2 separate regions of the Sus scrofa genome follow, and region 2 is linked to region 1. Evidence: chromatin contacts called from public Hi-C data. All regions are on one chromosome and are shown on one strand. The core of a region is the stretch at or near the end of the contact, and the rest is flanking DNA. Distances in the headings are between cores, read along the strand shown.

Region 1 (5,060 bases), core at 124-2,623:
AATGGCGAGCCTCGAATTAGTCATCGCTTCCCAAACATTAACTTCTAATCACAGTTGAACCAGGCAGGACTCGGCCTATGAGTCAACCTGCAGTGCATTATCAAAGGCTTGTGTTAAAACCTAGGCACTGTAAGCACAACTCAGGTCCTGCGCAACGTGCAGATGTGGCTAATTTAAAAGCATTTCAGCAGACTGTAAATAATAGTCTGCAATTGGGAAGCCAACACGTGAACCTACTAGGTTTGATAAGAGTGAGGCTGCCTGAGTTCCAAGGCGCAAGGGAAGGGCAGGGGTGAAAGCACTAACTCCATAAACAACTTCCAGGAAAGTCTGGATCCTGTATTCAGAAAGCGCCGGGGCCGCGAGGAAAATAAATGCTTTCGGGAGGGGGAGGGGGAGAAAGAGCGAGAAACTAAATGGACTGGTTCAACCCCCACCCCTAATCAACACTGGAAAACAAGAGAACAATTATTTGACTCCCCAGGAGACTGAAGTGGACCGAGAGGCCCCGAAGGAAAGGGGGCCCAGGGCTCAACTTCACAAACTCGGCCGCCGCTGGCAGCTCACCCACACACAGATGCCAGAGGCCCCCCTCCCCCTTCCCGGGCCCGCGGCGGCGGCGGCGGCGGCGGCGGGAGCGAAGGTGCGGAGCGCGCGGAGGCGCGCGCATTGTGCAAGCCCACCGTGGCCCGGGCCGACTCTCCCCACCCCCTTCCTTCCTCCCCACCTCCCCCGCCACTCCCGCCAACCTCCCGGGAACCCCAGGAAGAAAGAAAGAAAGGAAAGGGAAAAGCACGCCCCCCGGGGCAGCAACCGCAGAGAAACTCCGAGGGGAAAAACAAATCTCGGCCCCGGACTCTGGGAGAAGTGGGGAGCCGCGGCCGGGCGGGCGTCTCCGGTCCCTCTGGCTCTCCGCGAGCCCCCGTCCCGCCACCGCTAGCGCTCCCGGAACCCCCCCACCGCCGGCTAGGACTGGCGGCCGCCGCTCCCGAGCGCCCCCGGGCTTGGGGCCCGCCGACGGGGAAGTGGGGTGAGGGGCGGCGAGGTTACCTGTCGGGAGTGGGATTTGGGCTCCGGTGGCTTGAAGAAGGAGTCAGGCAGCTTCCGGAGCCTCATGGGCACGGTCTGGGGCACGTTGGCCGTCTTGGGGTTCATGACGGCGTTGAAAAGCGCCTCCAGGTCGGTCTCCGAGTCCCCCCGAACGTGCACGATCTGGTGTCCGGCGGGGGGGCCTGCGTCGCCGCTTGGGACCCCGGGGGTGCCGGCTGCCCCGGCCCGGACGGCGGGCCCTGCCCCTGGGGGGGCTGCGCAGGCGGCTGCCCTTGGCCCTGGGGGGCTGGTTGAGGCGGCGGCTGCTGCTGCCCGGGATCCATGGTTTCTGCCTCCCCCGACGCGCACCCAGACTAGGCGGGCAACGGCTCCACCCGGGCGCCCCGGCTCGACGGGTCGAGAGGGGAGAAGCGGCAAGGGCAGTGGGCCAGCGGCGGGAGCGGCGTTCGCCTCGCTCTCAGGGCCGGGGGGCTGCGCCGCGGCCCCGCATCCCCCGCCCCGGCGCCTCTGCCCCCGCCCTGCGCCCGGGCTCCACTGGTCCGGCGGCTGAGCCTCGGGAGGGGCTGCCAGAGACCCGAACCTGCAGCGCCCGAGAACTTTTTTCCTTCACTCCCCTGACGGATGCCGGACAGCTAGTTGCCTTTCCCCTCCCCCTTTCTCTCTTATTTCCTTTTCGTGTTCCTTCCTTCCTCCCTTTCTTTTCCCCGGCGGCGGCTGCGCCCGACTGAGACAGAAACTTGCCTCGGACGCCAAAACTAAAGTTGAGAGAACCGCCCGCCCGAGCCGCGCGCGGCTCCGCCTCCTCGCGGCTCTTCCTTCCTCTGCGCGCCCGCCCGCACCGAATCTGTGGCCGGCCGCGGAGGGAAACTTTCCCCAGCAAGTTAACTACATTCCTGCAGACTCTGGGCCTCCAACGCCCCTCCCGGCCGCACGTGACTAGCCCGCCCGCCGGCCTGGACTCTACCGGGCTTCGGGCCGGGGCCGGGAGCGTGCCTGGGGATCCGCACCAGGAGGGCGGCTGGCCCGACGACGAATGTTGGGTCTAGACTGGGTTGGAGTTTGGTCTCTGCGGGGAACGCGGCCGCCCTTGGCCGCAGGAAGTCCTCCCGCCCGGCGCGGCCCGTTCCCCGCCAGTCCCCGGGAAAGGTTGAAAGGCTTCCTAGATGCGAAACAGCTAAGGCCGAGAGAAGTCTAGAGAGGACGTGTAAATCCACTTAAACCCTCCCCGCGTTAGCTCTACTTGACCAACTCGAGTGTCAGTATGGGCTCAAAGCCTCAGGACTAGATTGGAGCACAATGGTACCTGTAACAGACACTGATTTTAATAAGGGTCCTTTTTTTTAACGACTTGATTTTTTTAACTTATTAATATGCAAAACACACTTGAATGGAGTAAACGATTACTGTAATTTGAAGCTCGAAGACCAGATCTGTGACAAGGTAATTTACTAAACAAAAAAATTGCCTGTTTAAAAAGTGAAAACTTTTTTTAGTGCTCAAACTTGCAGCAGAGTTATGAAAACCTCAACGCAAAAAAAAAAAAAAAAAAAAAAAAAGCTTAATTTGGGTTATAAGCGGTCATCTGTGTACCTGTCATTCATCCTCCAAGGGATAGGCGCCTACCTCTTTGTTATCCCTGTGCCTGGCACAAGCACGGACTCGGTAAGCAGTAAGAAATGAACAGGTGAGAAGCTCACCCCACGCACCTGGTTCTCCTTGTGGCAGTTATAAATGCAAGGAGTCCATTTGAAATCACTCAGAAGCAATGAGACTTTTTAAATTCATACATTCTGATTTTTTAAAAAGCCACTTTACTGAGATATAGTTCACACACCTTACTATGTGTCCATTTAAGCAATCCAATGTTTTTAGAATATTCTAAGGGTTATGCAACATTCTGATTTTAAATCCACTAGTTAATTCTGAAGAAAACTAGCTTCCTGTTTTAATGATTTTGTCTGCAATGCTAGTCAAACAGATGTATAAATAGAATTAAGCAAGAAAAGGTCCCCTGAGCAAAATAACAATAATAATAATTATCTCTTCCTCCAGCCAGGACATGCCCTGGATAATTCTGAGGAAGGATCTTCATCACTTGATGTTGCCGGGGAAAAAGACTTCAGACCCTCAAGATTTTAAGGCAGTATTCTAATCAACTACTCTGGACCCAGTTTTGACTGAAGAAAGGGATCTACCTCCATGATGCCCATGACTGCTGCTTATATTTATCCCTTACCCCATCCCCAAATGTCAAGTATATTTAACCACGAATGTATAGGTTCTGGAGTTACAGAGATTTTTCAGATCCCAGTTCCATCATTTACTAGCACTGTGACACTGGACAAGTTTTTTCCTATTCTTTTATTTCTTTAATATCAAGATCATGGATAATGACACCTACTTCATAAGTTCAGACAATAAAATGAGTCAATGGACATAGAGTAAGCACTTGGCCCAGTTTTTGGCTTTTGTGTTGAGATCTGCATAAATGTCAGCTATCTGTGTTGTCTCATGTTCATGGGTTTCTTCACAGGTAGTGGCATGGCCTCTCCTTTGCGGCAGTGACCCCCAGGGACCACTCACATCCAGTAATTAACCCCTTCCTCTCACATCCAATAATTAATTCACACAGACAAAGGCTTTGGGCAGAAACTATGCATTAAAATTTTCAACCGGAAGTAAAAAAAAAAACAAAACTTTAAGAGCCACAGTGACTGAAAACCTGGGATTATAATGGAAGCTGTCCCTTTACTAGAGTATTTATTACCATGAACACTATAATTAAAGGGTTTAGGGTACAGCAGTGGTTGCTTTGTTCACTATTGTTTCACCTACTATTCAATTGAGAACAAAATTACTTTGATAAGTGGATTTAAAGGCTGTTTGGAGTGATTTTATATTCCATAAGCTCCTCTGTAGCATCAACCAAGATTTTGTAATTGACTGTTCATGTATAAAATTTCAGGAGTTCCTGTTGTGGCTCAGCGGTAATGAACCCGACCAATATTCACGAGGATGCAGGTTTGATCCCTGGCCTTGCTCAGCAGGTTAAAAATCCGAGTTGCCACAAGCTGTGGCATAGGTCACAGATGCAGCTTGGATCTGGCGTTGCTGTGGCTGTGGTGTAGGCCTGCAGCTGCAGCTGCAACTCCAATTCAACCCCTAGCCTGGGAACTTCCACATGCCTCGGGTGTGGCCTTATTTAAAAAAAAAAAAAAAAATTCAGTTACAGGTTAGTAAGGAATAAAAATAATATATATTCAACCCTTTGTCCCCCCTTTCCTTCTTCAGCCCCACTTTTAGGGCAATGATCAATCTAAGGAAACTTGATGTAGGGAGTTGCCTTCTTCATACGAAGATCCATGTTATCCTGGATCATTTTCAAAGTCCATGTAGATCACTATCTGAGAACATTAGCCTTACAATGACTTGCCCTCTCAACTACAATAGACCCTTTTCTCCACTTCACTTTAGCTATGTGTGTCTATGTCCACACCTTGCTATCATCCAGAAATACTCCAGTTGTGAAATCAAACTATATTATTCTCATAATTACTTGCACCTCATTTATTATTAACCTCTCTTTTCTACCAACCTATCACTCCTGTTTTCACTTCTTTTCCAATTCAGTTTAGAAATCATAACTCATTCAACCTCTCATAATCATCTGTGCCCTCAATTCTATTGTCCCATGTATTCCAAAGAACTGTATCCATTAAACTGGATTAATCCAGTCATCTGTCTTTTCCGATCCAACACTTGAGGTTTATGGGGACCTGAGTCCCACGTTCATTAAAAGCTTCAGTCAAAGCTTTTGACATGCTAAATAAAGTTATACTATCATCCCACAGATATACCTATGCAATTATAAGAAAGCATTCACTGTAGAATTTAAACCCTGTCTAGTACCAAATGACACCTGTCTGTAATGCATTATAAATTAATATTTTAAGTAAATTCAGTAATTATCTGAAGAGTGTAATTATACTGCATTGAAATGATTGTATGTT
Region 2 (4,588 bases), core at 1,655-4,154, 41 kb before region 1:
AATTTTAGTTATATACAAAATTTTTCTGGAAGGCAATCAATTGACTGTTTTGTTTGGAAATCTGTTAATAGTTTATTCTTTTTGGATAATCACATTATCAATAGCAATGCCCCCTTGGTATTTTAATTACCAATCCAACACATGTGGCATTTATTCAAAGTTGTCAGAGTCCCTGTTGTGGCTCAGGAGGTTTAGAACCTGGCTAATATCCGTGAGGATGTGGGTTCGATCCCTGGTCTTGCTCAGTGGGTCAAAGGTTTCCGAGCTGCCACAGCTGTGGTGTAGGTCACAGATGCAGCTCAGATCCTGCCTTGCTGTGGCTGTAGTGCAGGCCAGCAACTGAAGCTCTGATTCAACCCCTAGCCTGGGAACTTCCATATGCTAAAGGTGCAACCCTAAAAAGAAAACAACAACAACAACAACAAAAACCTGTCACGTTCATGGCAATTATAGGTATAGATGCAGGCACCTGACTACTTGATTACAGCTTCTAATGTAGGAATGCACAAGCATTTACATATTAAGATACATTTATTTTATTATAAATTATTTCTCCTCCATATTGCATAATTCTAATACAATGTTGACTTTTTAAAGTTATGTATATAGTTAGATTATGTTACAAATGAATTTCATTTTAGGATGATAAACTCTTTCTGAAATATTTCTTACTAAAACAGGCTGATGGGGAGTTCCCGTCATGGCTCAGTGGTTAATGAATCTGACTAGGAACCATGAGGTTGTGGGTTCGATCCCTGGCCTTGCTCAGGGGGTTAAGGCTCCAGCGTTGCCGTGACCTGTGGTGTAGGTCACAGACGCAGCTTGGATCCCGGGTTGCTGTGGCCGTGGTGTAGGCCAGCGGCTTCAGCTCTGATTCGACCCCTAGCCTGGGAACCTCCATATGCCGCGGAAGCGGCCCAAGAAATAGCAAAAAGACAAAAAGACAAAAAAAAAAAAAAAAAAAAAAAAAAGACGAGGGAAAACAAAAAAATAAATAAATAAATAAAAGAAAAAGCAAAAAGACAAAAAACAAACAAACAAACAAACAAAAAACGAGCTATAAAAGCTGGGAGAAAATAAAATGAGTTAAATTAAAAAAAATTAATAAAACAGGCTGATGGGACTGAAACGGGTAAGAAACACTCTATGAAGAGACCATAAACTACAAATAAAGAGCTTTTTTTTGGCAGCACCCCAGCATGTCACATGGAAGTTTCTAGGCCAGGGACTGAATCTGAGCCGCAGCTGTGCCAATGCTGGATCCTTAACTCACTACACCACATAGGGAACTCTGAGAGAGAGCACTTTTATAGCTGAAGTCTACAACATCTAAAATGTCCTTGCCATCAGGTCATGAAATATCTGGAGGGTAAACAATCTCACTCTCTCCTCCTTTCTATGTTTCATACATTAACACAGTGCTCTGCATAAGGCTCAGTAACTTGTCAGATGAACTGAAAATTTAATCAACTGGGTTATTTTTTAACCATGGAATAATACTATGACCTAAATCCTAAAGGGGTCCACTGACATGTAGGGCATGGCACGTTTGTGAGTAATGAATAAATTAGCTAAATCTTGAGACTAAAGACAAAATCCTGCCCCAAACTCAAAGTAGTGAAAAATAAACACCAGTATTTCAACATAACATGTTAAGTGTAACGACTCCCAATTTGTTAAATGCTGCAATCTTGGTTAAAATCTAGAACTAGTACTAGTAAAATGAAATTGTCATAAACTTAAGTCTAACTATATCATATGTGTGGTTTATTCCCTTTTCATAATCCACTTCTGAAAATGCTTTTCTTCTAAACCATAAAATTTACTTTGCACAAAATCCTAGCAGTATAGTCCTAAATTGTTTTTGCCTGTGCACAGCTAGCTAACTGGTTCTTTTCAACTCCACCAAGATTCTGAGGCATCAGATGGCACGAATTGGTCATAAGAATTTAACAACAAATAGAAACTTTTAGAAATCACATCTAACAAGGAGTTCCCGTCGTGGCTCGGTGGTTAACGAACGCAACTAGCATCCGTGAGGACTTGGGTTCGATCCCTGGCCTTAACTCAGTGGGTTAAGGATCCAGCGTTGCTGTGAGCTGTGGTGTAGGTTGAAGATGCGGCTCAGATCCTGAGTTGCTGTGACTGTGGTGTAGGCCAGTGGCAGTTCCAATTTGACCCCTAGCCTGGGAACCTCCATATGCCACAGGTGCGGCCCTAAAAAGACCAAACAAAAAAAAAAAAAAAAAAAAAAAAATCACATCTAGCAAAAGCTTAATCTCCTAACACACCCTTTAGACCGTCCTCACTGTGCTGCAATAGAGAAAAACCAAAATTAAAGAAATTTTTGGGGGGCAATAAAGATCTGCTTAGACAGGTCCTTGTTAAAAATTCATCTCTGTGAACTTATCTTTTGTTGTGTGGGCTTGTAATTCAACTACATTGTGAGAATTGTTAGAAATTCCTAATTCTTCCTAATAAAGGCAAACAAAGATGAAAAGATAGAAAGATGTTCTGCTCTTATGGTTATAGACATCTGGGCAACCAAATCACCACCACTCCTAAAGAAAGTGAGAAAATTTATACTTTGTACTAAGTATACGTAAGACCACAAAACCCTAAGTATCGAACTAGAAGCCAGGTGACCAAACTAAAAATTCTTTTTATCAAGAAAAGCTGACTTTTAGGAAACAACAAAAATAAGAAAAAAACTAGACAGCCAGAAACACAAAATAGATGTGAAAAACATTTTAATTTTTAAAACTTCTGTTACTTCTGTCAGGCCCTCAAAATACTATGATGGCAGAACTGGTTCTAAAATTTAGAAGAGTGGGCAGTCAGCCCAGATTTATTGCTCACTTATCAAGCCTGTGTTTGTTGTGCAAGTGTTATTTATAGAGTCACATGCTAGAGGCTGTTCCCAAGCTGGCTAAACCTACACGCTTAATTGACCCTAGAAACAATGATACATTGTTCAAGCTAATCCTTCTATGAGCTACATTTCCTAAGCCACAACCATATGCTTTTTATATTCCTATATGTCTACCATAGACTATTTTTAGAACCCTCAAAAGTTCAGAGATATGCACATACTATAATTTTTTGATAAGGATGAGAAAACTTACATACTTCCTCTGTGATAGCATATTTTTATATTACTGGAAATCAATACCCATATTGAAATTTAAACAACTGGACAATCACTAAAGGCTATTAAAAATGGGTTAAAGTTATAAACAAGTATGGGCAGAAACACGTAAAAGCAAATGCGACAACTGATTATATTCCACACTACAAACTATATAACTACACTGCAATCTGACCCTATAGCCTTAGGTTGAATAAAATTAATATTTGCTCACAAGTATGAAATCAATTTAAACACAACTTAACCATGGTTCCATATAGGACTGACATGCTTATATACATCTCCCCTTAGAAATATCCTTCCCTAAGGAAGGGATGGGATGGAGCAGTTAGGAGAATAAACAGCCAAAGTTCTAGTAGAGGCTTCTTGAAAACACACACAGTTCTCTCAATCTTGGTCCCAGATGGCTTCTATCTTAGTTAGGCTCAGCAACATTCTTTCAATAATGTCTGAGAACATTCTCTGCAAAAGTTCAAAATAAGTGTTTGGCCTTATTTCAGGTTACAAAAAATGACAGATGTCATCACAGTTTGAATTGAGGCTCAAAATCTTGTTAACAGAACAAGACCAGAATTCAAGTCTCCTGATTCTCAACTATGAGGTGTACCTAGATTCTTCCCTAAGTGTTATCTTTTGAGGGAAAAAAAAAGAAAAGGAAAACCGAAGTGGCTGAATGGCAGAACTATGACCAAAAAAAAAATTTTTTTTTTTTTTTTGTCTTTTGCCTTTTCTAGGGCTGCGTCCCTCGGCATATGGAGGTTCCCAGGCCGGGGGTCTAATCGGAGCTGTAGCTGCCAGCCTACACCACAGCCACAGCCACGAGGGATCCGAGCTGCATCTGTGACCTATACCACAGCTCACAGCAATGCCAGATCCTTAACCCGCAACCTCATGGTTCCTAGTCGGATTCGTTCTCCACTGCACCACGACACAAACTCCAGACCAAAAAAATTTTTTAAGAAAGCTCTAAGAAATATTAAGACACAGAAAATCTATAAACATTATTCAAAATGTGGTCCTGAAACCACTTACATCACAATTACCTGGAAGAGTCATTAGCTCCTCAGTACTTTTAAGCACAGTAATACTGGAGAATAATTTATCTAATATTTTTACATAGTCTTTCATAAATTGAGATCCTTATATACAATAATAAGACATTTATTTATCCAGAGGCACTAGATAAGAAATATAATCTCTTCTAAAGATGGTTGATGATTTTCTCACATTCCACAGTTATGCTTACTGCGATATTCCTCAGGAAATACTGCTTTAAATGCAACTACTACATGTCAGATGTCAAAAAGAAGTGAACTTTCTTATACATGTTAAAAACCTTGGCAGTATTACCCTTTCATTTTATAGCTGTCAGTCTAGGGGTAGGAAAAAAAGAAAACAAACAAACAAACAAAAAACTGTGAAGAGTAAGGAAATGAATGT

What was found. A called contact is a pair of places that touch in the nucleus more often than the background predicts.
Region 2: a Hi-C map of skeletal muscle shows a contact between it and region 1, with 2.6 times the contacts expected there. The contact joins the enhancer-like site here to the promoter of YAP1 in region 1. A contact is called at or near these places in 5 of 47 Hi-C or Micro-C datasets (embryonic fibroblasts, heart right ventricle, liver and 1 more) and 1 of 2 datasets of contacts at active chromatin or transcription factors (skeletal muscle).

The regions. Positions count from the first base shown.
Region 1 is chr9:32,807,942-32,813,001 of Sscrofa11.1, reverse strand. It overlaps YAP1 (transcriptional coactivator YAP1), which reads right to left and starts at 1,373. Exons shown (of 10, transcript XM_021062706.1): 1 at 1,235-1,373; 2 at 1,051-1,232. The coding sequence starts at 1,373. It overlaps LOC102157672 (a long non-coding RNA gene), which reads left to right and starts at 1,370. Exons shown (of 2, transcript XR_002335614.1): 1 at 1,370-2,490; 2 at 3,103-3,483.
Region 2 is chr9:32,850,902-32,855,489 of Sscrofa11.1, reverse strand. All of the region lies in intron 3 of YAP1 (transcriptional coactivator YAP1), which reads right to left. Among named protein-coding and RNA genes, the nearest start is that of YAP1, 42 kb to the right of the region's middle. Within about 2 kb of position 2,904, at least 11 of the 83 cell types and tissues checked have an H3K27ac peak or open chromatin away from gene starts, as enhancers often do. A contact at or near this core is called in skeletal muscle, where this site is marked.